Regions from separate parts of the Mus musculus genome. Here region 1 is linked to region 2. A link is a contact called in public HiChIP or PLAC-seq data. All regions are on one chromosome and are shown on one strand. Each heading gives the region's core, a stretch centred on a gene start, on an enhancer-like site or on the middle of the called end of the contact. The rest is flanking DNA. Distances are from core to core; before and after follow the strand shown.

The links. HiChIP or PLAC-seq counts read pairs in DNA pulled down with a chosen protein or histone mark.
Region 1: an H3K27ac HiChIP or PLAC-seq map of bone marrow-derived dendritic cells shows a contact between it and region 2, with 2.9 times the contacts expected there. The contact joins two enhancer-like sites. A contact is called at or near these places in 14 of 39 promoter capture datasets (the 3T3-L1 cell line, 3T3-L1-derived adipocytes, the C10 cell line and 8 more), 3 of 484 Hi-C or Micro-C datasets (bone marrow-derived macrophages, embryonic fibroblasts and spermatogonial stem cells), 9 of 115 datasets of contacts at active chromatin or transcription factors (the HPC-7 cell line, bone marrow-derived dendritic cells, double positive thymocytes and 6 more) and 4 of 9 other capture datasets (adipose tissue, liver, macrophages and 1 more).

Annotation. Positions count from the first base shown.
Region 1 is chr8:122,789,047-122,792,788 of GRCm38.p6, reverse strand. It overlaps Acsf3 (acyl-CoA synthetase family member 3), which reads right to left. Exons shown (of 10, transcript NM_144932.4): 6 at 2,090-2,199. Among named protein-coding and RNA genes, the nearest start is that of Acsf3, 15 kb to the right of the region's middle. Within about 2 kb of position 1,353, at least 9 of the 459 cell types and tissues checked have an H3K27ac peak or open chromatin away from gene starts, as enhancers often do. A contact at or near this core is called in bone marrow-derived dendritic cells, where this site is marked.
Region 2 is chr8:122,687,593-122,691,194 of GRCm38.p6, reverse strand. It overlaps a transcript of Cbfa2t3 not described here. Among named protein-coding and RNA genes, the nearest start is that of Gm10612, 8.5 kb to the left of the region's middle. Within about 2 kb of position 1,659, at least 26 of the 459 cell types and tissues checked have an H3K27ac peak or open chromatin away from gene starts, as enhancers often do. A contact at or near this core is called in bone marrow-derived dendritic cells, where this site is marked.

The DNA of each region.
Region 1 (3,742 bases), core at 104-2,603, 100 kb before region 2:
GACCAGGATGCTCATGAGGGTTTATGCCAACAGGGGCAATGAGAAGGAATGCAGGGTCAGGTTAGACACTATCCAGCCAGAGGGGCACTGGCATTCCATGAAGGTAGCCCCTGGCTGAGACTACACACCCTGGCAGGTGAGCACAGAGGGCCGATGCTTGCTGCAGCAGTGTGCAAAGGCAGAAAGTGCCTTCCAGAAGGCAGTAGGCACGGCCCGCAGGAAGTCCCACTTGTAAAACTGGCATTCTCAGTCTATCGGCAACAGCCCCAGAGGTATGTCCTCCACACCACGCATATGGACAGTGGGCACAGTGGGCACCGCCCATCACTAACCACCAGGGGAGAAACCCCAACATTTAGAGTCATGTTCTGCAAACCTCACAGATAAAGGTCTTAGGATTTATAATTATGAGAAAACCAAGTGTCTATGAACTCAGCTCTAAATGCCGAGTCTGTGTACTGTGCACACACACACACACACACACACACACACACACACACACACACACACGGACAGACAGACAGACAGACAGACAGACAGCGAGACAGACAGACATGCGTGGTGAGCTGCAGCTTGCTGTGCAGGTGCTAATGAGTTTCATCTCAACCTCAGACAGTGGCCTGCCCCACCCACCCTGCCCCAGGCCACAGTTGTGCCGTTTTCCTGAGGTCCAGTACCTAAGACACCTGAATGGGAAAAGCTACCGTGGTGCAGCTTCAGCCCTCCACGACCCTCCCTGAGAGAATCCACCAAGGCACAGAAGCTGGGGACTGGTGAAGCCTTGGGGAGGCACGTGGCCCAAACATGCGCTGTTATCTGAGCTGAGGGTGGGTATGGAGGGCACAGGCCCAAGAGCCAGGAAAAGTTAGGTGATTACAGACACTTCAGTATGAAGGGTGGCAGAGGCAGAGTCAGGGAAGGGGGTCTGGGCCAGCTTGATGGGGCCTGTGGGCAGGGGAGATAAGAGATGTTCAGTCAGGTCAGTGGTCTTCAGAGAAGGCCCCAGAAGGAAGAGTCCAGAGAATAAGAGCTCGCTCAATAAGGGACCAAGGCAGCTCCAGGGCAGGCCAGAGACACCGCCGACCCCACCACAGGGGAAGGGTGGGAAGTGTTCCTGGGACAACAGAACGTTTACTTCATGATGAACCAAGCTCTTCATAGACAAGCTCAGAGCCGACATGTCCCACTTGCTTGCTCTCTGGAGCACCAGCAACCAACTTCCCCTTGGTGGAGGCTAAGGGCAGTAAAGACAGGACTCCAAAGACCTCAACAGCTGCCTCGGTAGGGATGGATCCAGGGAGTGCTGGGAGGCCTGCTGGCATGACATTAACACTGTGGAGAAGACACTGACTCACAAGACTCCTTCCTCGTGGTCACAGCATCAGTGGCACACAACACCCTCTCAGCCTCTGGGGTTATCACTTCCTCTCAGGTCAAAATTCCACTTCCCATGAATCCTAAATCTCTAGGGCTGAGGCTTATGATTAGAAGTTCTTAGCTCCTTTTAAAAAATGACTAATTTGTTTTTATTTTGTGTGCATGAGTGGTTTGCCAGCATGTGTGTGTGTGCCCCTGGAACTGGAGTTGCCATGTAGGTGCTGGGAATCAAACCTGGGTCCTTTGGGGAAGTAGCCAGTGCTCTTACACACTGAGCTGTCCCTCCCACCCTCTAGTTCCTAGCTCTTAAAACCATCAATCGAAGAAGACAACATCCCCCTCCTATCCACACTTGCCAAGTTAAAAGTCACATATGAAGTTGAGACCCACTTTCCTGCAGATGAAGGGGCTCAACACACGGGCTTTCAGATGGCACCGGTACCTGACAGCTCAACGCTCCCACAGGCCTAGTCTGTGAGGATTGCTGCTGTGCTGCCCCATGCTCCTTAGTAAAACCATATGGACCCTCAAAATGTCCTCCAGGGACAGAGCTATGGGGAGGCCTGGGCTGCTCTGGGAAGGAATGGAAGAGCCTCTTGGGCGAGGCTCAGACACACTAGCACACAACCCGTCACATCCCTCAGCATCTCTCCTGTCCATGGCTGCCCCACCCCTGCATGGTGAGGAAGAAACCTTCAAACGATGACCTCACCTTTGTCCCCCTCTCGTTTCCCTCTGCATGGATGATGTAGGGGGAACCCTTCTGCGGGTTTTCTGAGATGATGCGTACTTCCACTCCTGGCAATGGGGTCCCCACAGAACCTGTAGGAAAATGGGGAAAAGGGTAGGAATTAGAGCTGGGTTTGGGCTATGCTTGCTCCTGTATGTGAGACATGGGGTTACTGTGAGATCACTGTGCTCTGTTACAGTGGCAACCTGTGTGTGTGAGCAGCCAGCCCGCAAGCCAAAGCCTCACTGAGGCTATGGTAGCAGCTGCTGGTGCACAGCCAGAGTCACTGCTGACCATGTGGCCTTGCCACGGCCACGTGGATTCTTCACTACTGCTGCCTGGTCAGGGAGAGCTGGCCACCAGCTGGATGACCCAGAGAAGATTTATATGAGGGGACAGATGTGTGCAGGGGCTGACTAAAGCAGACCACGGGTGCATCCCAGAAAGGGCTAATGTGAAAGTGGGAGGGGTTCGTGTTTAGGCACCTATGGTTTACTCTGTACACTGGGCTGCTCCAAACCTCTGGCATTACACTTCCTCCTGCAAAGCTGAGGCAGACCCAGTTGGTGGGCATGTGCCCAGGAAGTCCCTGTGGTTCTGGACAATGCCCTGGGTTGAAGTTTTACTCTGCTGCTGACTTGGGGCCCTGAGTCTTGGTGCCACCAAGCACAGCAGGAACAGGGTACAGGGTGGGGCGTATAAAGGTCAGCACGTCCAGGCATGAGGCCAATGTCCAACACTTCTCTCCTGAGGATTCATTTTGTGTCTTCAGGCCTTATTTTAACACTGGTTAAAAGGAATCTAACAGGACGTGTCCCCCAAACAGCAGCTCAGTGCACTCTGCACATACTCGGTATCTCGGGCTCTAGCTCCTGGTGAGCTCTGCTTGCTCGGTCCCTGTTTTAGATGAGGCGCTGACCCTCCATGGCTGACACTGCAGTGCAGAGGGTCGGGAGGCAGGCCAATGGAGACGCTGTTTTCTGTCTCTAGGTATGCAGGTGCCTAGGCCTCCCCTCTGGTGACGTGAGTCACCCCACTCCAGTCAGCTAAGTAGCTCTGTCTTTTGGGCTGTAAGACTTTACAAATCAGAGTGACTGGGCTAAGTGTGGTGGTGCATGACTTCAACCCCAGTACTTGGGAGGTAGAGAGACACAGGCAAATCTCTGAGTTCAAGGCCAGCCTGGTCTACAAAACAGATTCCAGGACAGTCAGGGCTGTAACACATGACAACAACAACAACAACAACAACAACCAAAAACCTGTCCCCAAAATGACAACAAACAAACAAAAACCTCAAAAAGAAAAACAAAACTCAGGGCGACCATGTATGGCATAATCTATTATTTCAAAGTGCACAGCTCGCTGCAGTGAGGACCCAGGAGCCTGTGCTGCCTCTGCCTCGCCAGCTTCAAAGCCTCCTCATCGCCCGGGACACAGCCATCCCAGTGGAAACTTCCTTCCCACTGCTCGCCAGGTTCTGCTTTGTCTCTGTGTCCTGTTCCAGTGCTGCAGGCAGAGGAGAGCACACACACTGTAGTCTTCAGCGTCTTCTCAGTGGGCAGCGCTGTAGATGAGGATGGCTTCAGTGCCATGGTGAGGTCATTTCCTCTCTATCTCATCATCTCCGAGTCCCCC
Region 2 (3,602 bases), core at 410-2,909:
ACACAGTCCTATTATCAGGCTCTGCTCACTGGCAGGCTACTCACAGATGTCCTCTGACCCTGCGTGGGGTAACCTACCCTGGTACCCTGCTAGTCAACAGCTCCTGGCTAAGGCACTTCAGGGAGACCCAGCTAGTGGAGGCGAGACTGCAGGCAAGTGCACACTATGCATAGTGGTCTCTGAGAATCATCTCAGCCCTGCCCCTAAGGCAGACGGAAGAGGAAAGGCTGCTCACTCTACTGCGTGGGTGGCCAAGGGGAATTCTGACCTTTCTGTGGATTCCCTGTGCAGGCCCAAGCCCGTATTTAGCACATGGTCAGTTGGGGAGGGGTTGCCCATTCCAGAAGCCAGTGGTTCTGTGGCACTTTTTAACATTGGGCAGGCGTGGCCTCTAGAGATTACTCGTTTGCATGATTACAAAATGGCCTTGCTTAGTTTGGTCACACAAGAACTTCGGCTGTTTCTCTCTGGGTGGACAGCAATGACCCAGGGTATGAAGTTCTCATGGGTGAGTTAGGCTTGTAAATTCACCATTGAGTCATACAGGTCAAGGTCAGAGCCTCTCACTCGACACGCAAAGGCACGCACCGGCAAGTGCCACACACCACATAGGAGATATGGCAAGATCAAAGCAGCAGCACACAGGGACTGATATCCAGGTCAGCATCGTGTGACAAGTACTGTTCTGAACCAGTGGCTGGACAGAGGGCCTTGGTGAGGGTGCTCTGTGAAGAATGGGCAGAAGAGTGGATGTATGTTTGATGTATGTATGATGTGTGTATAAATATGTACAGAGGATGGAGAGACGGATGGTGGACAGATGGTAGAGGATGATGGTGTGGATGGGTAGTTGATAATGATTGTATAGATGAATAGGTAGATGGACAGAGGATGATAGATGAGTGTGTAGATGGATGGTTTGATGATGGATGGGATGGATGGATGATGGATGGATGGATGGATGGATGGATGGATGGATGGGATGGGATGGCTAGATGGATGGATGGATGGATGGATGGATGGATGGATGGATGGATGCAGAGATGGATGGATGGATGCAGAGATGGATGGATAGATGGAGAGATGGATGGATAGATGAATCTTTTATTGTTTTATCTCTTGTTTGGAAACTCTATTCAGCAGTAATTTAGACCCTGGTTTAAGTAGGATGGCTTTGACCTGAAGATAGCAGATAGCCTGGTCCAGGGCTAGACACAGTTTATGTGATGCCCATAGAAAAAGCCCAAAAAACAAAAGGTCCAGTTGGAAGATCAATGATACCATCTGGAACCCATGTCTTCATACTGCCTGCCTTCCTATCCTCTTTCTTGAAGATGCCTAGATATAAGCTAGCTACTTGTAGCCCATTAACGATCCATTCAGCACCTTTGTGAAGCGGTGTGAAGTGGGATGAGCCATGGTCCTATGTGCCGGTGCGAGGCATGAAGACCCCCTTACTCAGTATCCCGTCTGCACTATGGAGCAATGCCTCTCTACCATCAAAACCTACTGCAGAGGCACACAAAAGCCAAAAGGTTCCAGAACCCAAAGGTTTATTTATCCCTCCACCTTGCCTCTGTCCACCCCCACCCCTAGGCTCTACCACAGTCCCTCAGCATACACACACACCCCAAGACAACTTCTCCTTTCCTTCCTGGAACAGTTCTCCGCCCAGCAGCCACACTACCCTCAGCTTCTCCCCAACAGTTTCAGGACCTGCAGTAATTTTAGATCCCAGCCACACCCAGAGCTCCCCCTCAGATAGGTCACCTTGCCTTAAGGAGACTGTACCCCCTGAGCCACCCTTGAGCACACAGAATCAGTGGCTCCAAGGTGCTTCCTGCAGCTCCATTTTGACTAAGGTGGTATCAGCCAGATGTTTCTCACAGTGTGCCTCAGTTGCTGCTCCCAGGCTACAGTCAGTCCAGTCCACACCTCTGTTTTCAGAACATTTGCTGCTTCCTAAAAGAAGCCCTGTCCCCCAAGCTGTCACTCCTTGTCCCCTTCTTCCCTGGCCACCACTAACTAGCTCTCTGTCTCTGTTGGATTTTCCTGGACATCTCTCTTTAAAAAAAAAAAAAAGGTGTGTGTGTGTGTGTGTGTGTGTGTGTGTGTGTGTGTGTGTGTATGTATATGTGTGTGTGTGTATGTATATATATATATAGTCACACCAGAGGGGGCATTGGATCCCTTTACAGATGGTTGTGAGCAACCATGTGGTTGCTGGGAATTGAACTCAGGACTTCTGGAAGAGTAGCCAGTGCTCTTAACCATTGAGCCGTCTCTCCAGCCCCCTCTGGGCATCTCTTATCATGTGTCATCTGGGTGGGGGGCACTTCCCATTTCTTTTACCTTGTGGCTTATTTCCAGGGTCACCAATGTGTGGTGTAACAGTGCTTTGTCCATTTACAGATAACTAGTATCCCATGAGTTGGCTATGCCTCTTTTTCAGTTTATCTGCACTTTACTCTGTCTGAGGAAAAGCCATCCGCACCATCTACAGGATACGTGTCTCCTTCCGTAGGTCTTTATTTACCTGAGGGCACAGTGAGGGCAGTGGTCATGGCAGAGAGTTAGGAGGTAGTGTTGTGATCTGGTTGTCACCTTTACCTAAACTTCCCTGGACATGGAGAGGGACCACTATCCCTATACAAACTCTGACTCTGTTCACACTCTGTGAATTGATTGGTATGAATCTGGGGTAGGAGGGGCAGCCCTGGAAGTCCATAGTGTTACCGGGCAGGCTGTGTGAGAGAGGGAAGGGGTAGAGACATTTCTGGAGTAGTTCTGCCTAGGTTCCTTCTCCAAGGACAATGGCTGGGTCTCCAGGCATGTAGGCAGGTTGAAAGCTCTTCAGGAAAAAGACAAGTACCTACCGAGGCTCCTCAAGTGGTGCTGATGAGCAGCTGGTCTTGGACACCCGCACTGGGGCATCAGAGCCCCAAGAGACCCTTATTCCAGGTTGACTCATCTCTGGGTGCTCCAGGCCTCAGATGTGAGGTACAGTTATGTGCTATGTGTCTAAGGCTAAGGTGAACTTGGACATTAGTAAATGCCTATAGTCCCAGCACTCAGAAGCCAGAGGCGGGATGATGGCTGCAAGTTTCAGGCTAGGGAGGATACATAGTGAGTGCCAGGATTTGTTACCTACTTTCCCAGTTGCTGTAACAAAATACCAGACAAAAGTAACTTAAGGAAGGAAAGGGTTGCTTGGTCTCACAGTGTGAGAGTGCACAGTGCATCACCTGCAGGTAGTCATGGAGATGAGAGAGAGGCAGGCAGCATCTGGTCACATTGTGTCTGCACCCAGGAAACACAGAGAGGACCGCTGGTGTTCCTCTTACATTCTCCTTTCCACTGAGTCTGAGACACCTGCCCATACACCCATTGTGACTGTAGACAGAATGGGGGTCTTTAGAGGAGGGGTATCAGATTCTGAGGCAGAAGCTATCTGTGGGAGACACCTGGAATTGGTCATGACACAGCGAGGTTTATCTTATACATGTGTCATAAGCTAATTGTACCACGCAGCTTGGTATTCAGAAACAGGCCTTCTTCCTAAAATGCTAGACACAGCACAGAGGGAGAGTTCCAGCTGCTCA